2 separate regions of the Danio rerio genome follow, and region 2 is linked to region 1. A link is a contact called in public Hi-C data. All regions are on one chromosome and are shown on one strand. The core of a region is the stretch at or near the end of the contact, and the rest is flanking DNA. Distances in the headings are between cores, read along the strand shown. Region 1 has its middle 4.5 kb from the start of mir125b-3. Region 2 has its middle 78 kb from the start of usp25.

Region 1 (3,465 bases), core at 369-2,868:
CACGAACTTAATCGACGACTTCCGTTTTCTACTTTATCGTCATGTAAAAAGGCTCATACAAAACTTTTTGAAGTTTGTATTTTTTTCTATATTTTGCATGAATTTAAATGTATTAAATGTGTCTCTAAAGATATTCGGTGACTAAAATAATATTTTATATATATTTCTGTTTTATAAATCTGTTTTGTGAAATATATGACCTACATTCACTAAGTAATGGATAAAAATATTCATTTTCAAAATGGGGTGCACTCATTTTTGCTGAGCACTGTATATACTAATACAATTGTTCAAGAAAACAAGTGAAACAAACAAAACAACTGGCAATATTCAACAAATCAAAGAGGTAAACAAAGTTATTAATGATGAAAAATACACAGTACGTCTACATATATTATGTATATATACACGTGTTGTTATACGTCTGTGATTATATAAAATAAATAAATAAATGCAGCATATATGAACACATACAGCCCCTTACAGTCTCTGATATATTACCAATTACAAAAAAACTACACACAGCATGCATTTAGTCTTTGTTTGGGTTCAAAAACAACACGCAACATATAGCCCACAGTCAGTGCAAACCTCTCATCTCTGTCTTTAAACTTCACAAGCACATGGAACCTCTGTTAGAGAGTAATTCCGTCATTCTGAGTTTATAATAGTCCAAAAGGTGATGATAAACATGGCAGTTTGTTCATGTTTTAGGTTGCTAAAAGAATCATTTGCTCCTTTGTTTTTTCCGGCTTCCACCTTTGTTTTTTCACACGTCACTCTCGCGCTTGTCTGTTTCTGAGAGGATGTCAGCACCACTTTAATAATCACGCACACGTTACTTTCATCAGCTCAAGAAGTTCGTTTATTTCAAATATAGACGTGAACGTGCCGCGAACGCAAATGATTCGCACTTTAAGATGACCTCGTAAAACAACAATGGGGCACAGGGTAGAGTCTGCTATTCTTCTTGACTTTGTGGCTGTTCATCAAGAAAACGACAAAGTCTGTTTGCGCTCGGGTCGACCATGGCTTGTTATTTTAATCATATATTATTATGGCGTAATGTCTTGGCTGTGTATTTAAAAATGTCGCTTCCTTTGTTTTCATTCATCCTTTGTAACAAAGTTATTGATGACAACAAAAAGATAAAACCAAATAATAAACACGAAGGCCACGTAAACTCAGATGATGAAACAAAAACATCTAAATAAATTTGTAAAATAAATAAAAATAATTTATATAATAAAAATAATAATAATAATAGCAATTTAAAACGACATGAAACAAAATACACGGTTAGGAAAACAATGAAAAAACGATGCAACTTATTAAAAGTTCTCAGCGTCAACGAAACATAATGGATCTCGTAAGACATGAGCAGAATACATATCTACATAAATCATGCATGAACGTAATCGACAAATTCTACGTTACCCTCATGCTATGTTTCATCCATCAAGTCCAACAAACACACGCAGGTCATTAGCGATAAAACCGTATGCGCTGCTAAAAACTGATAAGTATTAAATGAGAATTTCACGCCCATTGTGTCTCTCTGAGCACCAGACGCATCTTTATCAGTCTGGCAGTGGCCCTGAATGACCTCTGACCCCTGTGCCTGCGCTGGGGGGTGTGTGAGAGTCGTGACCCTGTCATAGAGGGGTGCTGGGTGCCGACTGCCCACCGCACACATCATTGATTACGATGCTTAATGCACAAACTCACCACGTCTGTTCTACTGCAATGCAGAGCTCCAAACACACACACACACACACACACAGACTCATGCATGCATAAAGCGTGAGAGTTCACAAATCCACATGGACTCAGTGTTTTTAACTGCCGTTGGATCGGGCAGTGTCTGAACACAGGTTTGTCGATAAGAGTGAACGGGTTCAAGCCGTATCATGCTGTAGGATGGAGAAGTGTGTGTGTGTGTGTGTGTGGGGAAGGTTGGTGAGATCAGCAGAGACTGAAACGGAATGATGGTGATCAATCAACACACACACATAGACACACACACACACAGAAAGAGAGACAGAAAGGCCATCAGCAGAGCGCTGTCACCACACAGTACCAGACAGCACACACACAGACAAACGAACAAGGCACAAAGAACGCCAGACAGCGTCGAAAACACCAAAAAAGGCTGCACAAAGAGGAGCATACTGAGTTCCACATCCGTCTCTAATTAAACGGTGACATTACAAGCCTTCAGACATGCTTAGAAAGCTCTTATTTCTTATACTCTGGATGATGAATCAAGACAAAGCACGTTGCCTCATTAACATGATACAAAATGAGACTCCAAAGGCATGAATCTCTTCAATCACAACCAAACCTTATGAAGCTACACTCATATTGAGATCAAAATATGACTATGCTGCGCAGAACTCATCTGGACCATGGCGGAATCTGGCTACACTCTTGCTAATGTGTTCTGAGCTGTTGCTAGGGCATTGCTGAGGTTTTCTGGTTGGTCGCTGGGGCATTGGTGGAGTAATTTGGGTAATTGTCGCTAAGACATTTAGGAGGTTGTAAGGGTATCTGGGTCACTGCTGAAGTGTTTTTGATGGTTGCTACACTCTCAGAAATAAAGGTATGGGAGCTGTAACTGGAGTGGTACCTTTTCAAAAAGTACACATTTGTACTTAACAGATACATATTGGTAACTCAAAAGTATACATTAGTACCTAAAAATTTGAAGAGGAACACTTATGAACTTTTTAGGTACTAATATGCACCTTCCAGATATGGATATATTGAGGTAGATATGGATCTGAATATTAATATGGATCTTTTAGGTACAAATCTGTACTTTTTGAAAAGGTACCACCCCTGTGACAGCTCGTGTACCTTTACTTCTGAGAGAGTAGGGTGTTTCTAATGGCCACTTTCCACTTAGTGGTATGGTATGGGTCAGTACGGGTCACCTTTATCATGCTTTTTGCTTTCTGGGCAGTTGCTAGGATTTTCAGCAGTTGCTAGGGTGTTGCTAATGTGTTTTGAGCAGTGGTCAGAGCATTGCTGAGGTTTTTTGGTTGGTCTGTGGGACATTGGTGTGGTGATTTGGGTAATTACTATGGTGTCGCTAAGACGTTTTGGGTAGTTGCTAGATACGTTTTGCAGACCCCCTAGTTTTTGGCAATTCCGCAAATTCCGCTTTCAGCCATGCTTTAGACTGAGTCGAGCCTAGTTCGATGAACTGTTGTACAGTGTCAGCAAGAGGATTTCCCCTCGGGACACCAACAACAGGCACCACGTCACAACCAATCATGAGCTTGCTCTGGTAGGGGAGTGTTTAACGTGCCGTGAATATCTGCTAAAGTTCAGATTTTTCCCACTCAAACAGTAATTTGCACGGCTCATTCACATGAATCAAGCCACAGGATGTCTATTTGCATGATCTAAACATGTAAATCCCTCGCGTTTGACGCCTTATCCGCGCCTGGTATGAACGCA
Region 2 (3,465 bases), core at 505-3,004, 110 kb after region 1:
ACACCCATACACTCATGCATTCACAGATACACTACGGCAAATCTAGCTAACCTAATTCACCTACTGTATAGCGCATGTTTTTGGACTGTGGGGGCACACGGAGGAAACCAATGCTAACACTGAGAGAACATGCAAACTCCACACAGAAATGACAACTGACCCTGCCAGGGCATGAACCAGCGGCCTTCTTGCTGTTTGGCGATCGTGCTACCCACTGCGCCACCGTAACGCCCCCTATGTGAACTAACAAACATTTTTCCATGTGTTTCAAAGGCTACCCAGTAAAATGTTTACAGAAAATGGTCAGAAAAAAAGAAAATATTCAGTAAGTGGCAGTTCTGTGGGTGCAAATGCCTTGTTGATGCCAGAGATCGGAGGAGAATGGCCAGACTGGTTCCAGCTGACAAAAAGATAACAGTAACTTAAATAAGCACTTGTTACAATCGAGGTCTGCAGAAGAGCATCATTGAATGCAAAACATGTCCAACCTTGAGGCGGGTGGACTAAAGCAGCAGAAGACCACACCAGGTGCCGCTCCTGTTAGCTATGAACAGGAAACTGAGGCTACAATTCACACAGGCTCACTAAAACTGCACAATAGAAGATTGGAGAAAAAGTTGCCTGGTCTGATGAGTCTGTATTTCTGCTGCCACATTCTGATGGTGGAGTCAGAATTTGCCATCAACAACATAAAAGAATGGAACCCTCCTGCCTTGCATCAATAGTTTAGGCTGGTGTAACGGTGTAACCGGGACTAGTAAGGTGTACCTAATAAAGTGGCCGGTGAGTGTATATTTCCATAATTTTAAAAAGCTACCCAAAAAAAGTTATACAACAAATCAGTTTATATAACAAACAAATATGCAAGGCTTATTTCAAAATTAGAATCGCTATGGATAATCTTTAACTACAATGAAAGAATAATGTGACATTTAAAATATTTATGCTTCACTGTCTTTAAAAGCTTAATAATTTAAAAAATAATAAAATCTTGTCTAACCAAATATTCTTTTATACAAGTACAGATCAGAATAAGTAGTCTAAGTTACTGTGAAAGATGATGAGACATTATTTGACGCATATTTTGACATTGCATTTTAACAAAAGCTGCTTAAATCATTTAAGTAACGTTAGATACCTCAGTGTCATTTTAACATGCTATCCATGTATACAATTGAATTGAATTCGACCAAAACATTAAAATGGATGCTCTTGAACAATGTCTATATTTATTAGGGCTAAGTTATTAAAATGAATTCCACAACTGAGAAAAGTAAAAATAATTTAATTCTCTGTGTAAAATAATTTCAAATTCAGCCATTCAACCCTTAAAATAAAGTTCTAGTAAGAACAATAGTGTAAAATTTAACAAAAGACTTAGCAAACCAACATTCGCCAACAAACCATCTACAATCTCTTTTATGTCAGATTTAACAGGCTTGATATTATTAATCACTGAAAGATAACTTGACCTTATGGTAATTTATATGCGATTTATATGACCTATAACGTTATATGTGTATTTTGAAATGCTGGGCTTTAAATGTTGATTAAAGTGCCTCTTTAGCTAACAAATTGTTTGGAAGATTAGTTTCATACGATTTGAACAAACGACAAATGTTAGTCATTACCTGCTTCAAAATGATCATAGGCATGTCAGGGCAAGACCACCCATCATTTCTCCTGAATATTATCCACAAAATACACAAACAGCTCGACGTAAACCTTTAAGTTCGCCATTACGTCTTCAGGGCTCCCACAACACAATCTCGCGCCGAATTGAGATCACGTGCGTTGCTAATGATTTAATTCTACACGATAAACAACAGCAAAAAGTTGACCATTAACCCATTTGACTAAAACTGTTCATTGATTCTAGGATATATTCACGTTTAACTATTTTTTTTCTTTTATGTGCTTTAGTAACAGTAACAGATGAGTGTGAAGTAAACTTACTTTATTAGCTAATCATTTCTCAGCACGTTTTATGACAGAAACGCAATACAGATAAAAGGAGAAATATTCAGTCATGGAAACTACAGGATATTTATATTAAATGTTGAAGTCTTGAAGTGAACAATATATTAAAGTTTTTCAAATATTAAGTAAGTTTTTTTTGTGTACTGCTTTTTATTTTACTTATTACTTTAGTTCATTTAACTTATAAAAATTTATATATATTTTTTTGCCAATCAGCAATAACACTTAAAATAAAGCAACTTAGCAGCACATTTGTAGTCTTGCCTTCATATTAATGCAGCAGTTGGGCTTTCAGGCTGGATCTGGTTTACAGAAAACTAACTATATTAACGCTAATCATTTTCTCAACTCTCTACTTCCATCTCGCGATACTCCTCCCGAGGCCTCTAGAGATTACGCAGCACCATTAATGCGATTTACCTGTGAAGAAATGATGCCAAGGTATCTATAATCCTGGACCAGGCTGTATCCTGAGCAGATGTTGTGGTGGTCATGGATGAGCGGAGAGCATAAGATGAGTCTTTGCATTGATCCTGCAGCTTCTCCAAGATGGACGTCCAGCTTTCTTCAGAGCATAGACTGCAGCTCTGCACAGGAAGTTTGGCCAGAGGAGAAATAGTTGTGCCCAACTAAGCCTGGTTTCTCTCAAGTTTTTCTTTCTTTCTTTGAAGTTTGTTCCTCGCCACTGTAGTCACTGGCTTGCTTGGTTTGGGACTTCTGAAGCTGCACATTGATGTATTTGCTCTTCAGTGTTTGGACTTTTAGCAGTGAAAATTAAACACACTCAACTGAACTAAACTGAAGTTCAACTCTGAAAACTGAACTGACACATTCAATTTATTATAATGTTCTATGTTAAACTGCTTTGACACAATCTACATTGTAAAAATGCTACAGAAAAAAACATGCATTGAAAACTGCAAGAGGTTCATGTACATACTAGAAGAAATGTTATTTAGTGCCTTCAGTCATTTCCCTCACTCCTTTCAGTGTTGCAAACAAGTCTTTGGTTAATCTTGTGATAAAGCACTGCTGTGCATTTCACCACTGACCTGATTTCTCTCCAATATGGGTCACTGAGTGCACAGCACTGGTAGATATGTACTGTAATAAAACCATTCCTAGAAAGCTAGCTCTCAGGTTTCTGAAGACATCTTCTTGGAATTGTATCCATGTTGTCCTGAATAAAAAACAAAACAAAAAAACAACAGGAATCCAAATCATTCATGAAACAGAAGTGTACACATACTCTAAAAGAACGAACATAACCATTTTTTTAAAAGTTTGATGGTAAATCATACTAAACTTTTAATATTTTAGTTCTGTTAGGATTACCCAAATGATTTACATTTGCTAAATGCCAGAATGACTTTTTTTTTTTTTGAGAATTTTAAAATAATTTCTAGACAGTCAAAAGTTTACATACATTTCCTTGTTTGTTTGTTTTTTTTAGCTTTGCTTCTAAATTGTATAACTTTGAGCAAA

Evidence for each region. A called contact is a pair of places that touch in the nucleus more often than the background predicts.
Region 2: a Hi-C map of embryo shows a contact between it and region 1, with 1.8 times the contacts expected there. The contact joins two enhancer-like sites. A contact is called at or near these places in 2 of 18 Hi-C or Micro-C datasets (embryo and gastrula embryo).

Annotation. Positions count from the first base shown.
Region 1 is chr10:43,177,878-43,181,342 of GRCz12tu, forward strand. No RefSeq gene overlaps it. Among named protein-coding and RNA genes, the nearest start is that of mir125b-3, 4.5 kb to the left of the region's middle. Within about 2 kb of position 1,619, at least 8 of the 62 cell types and tissues checked have an H3K27ac peak or open chromatin away from gene starts, as enhancers often do.
Region 2 is chr10:43,285,122-43,288,586 of GRCz12tu, forward strand. No RefSeq gene overlaps it. Among named protein-coding and RNA genes, the nearest start is that of usp25, 78 kb to the right of the region's middle. Within about 2 kb of position 1,755, at least 3 of the 62 cell types and tissues checked have an H3K27ac peak or open chromatin away from gene starts, as enhancers often do.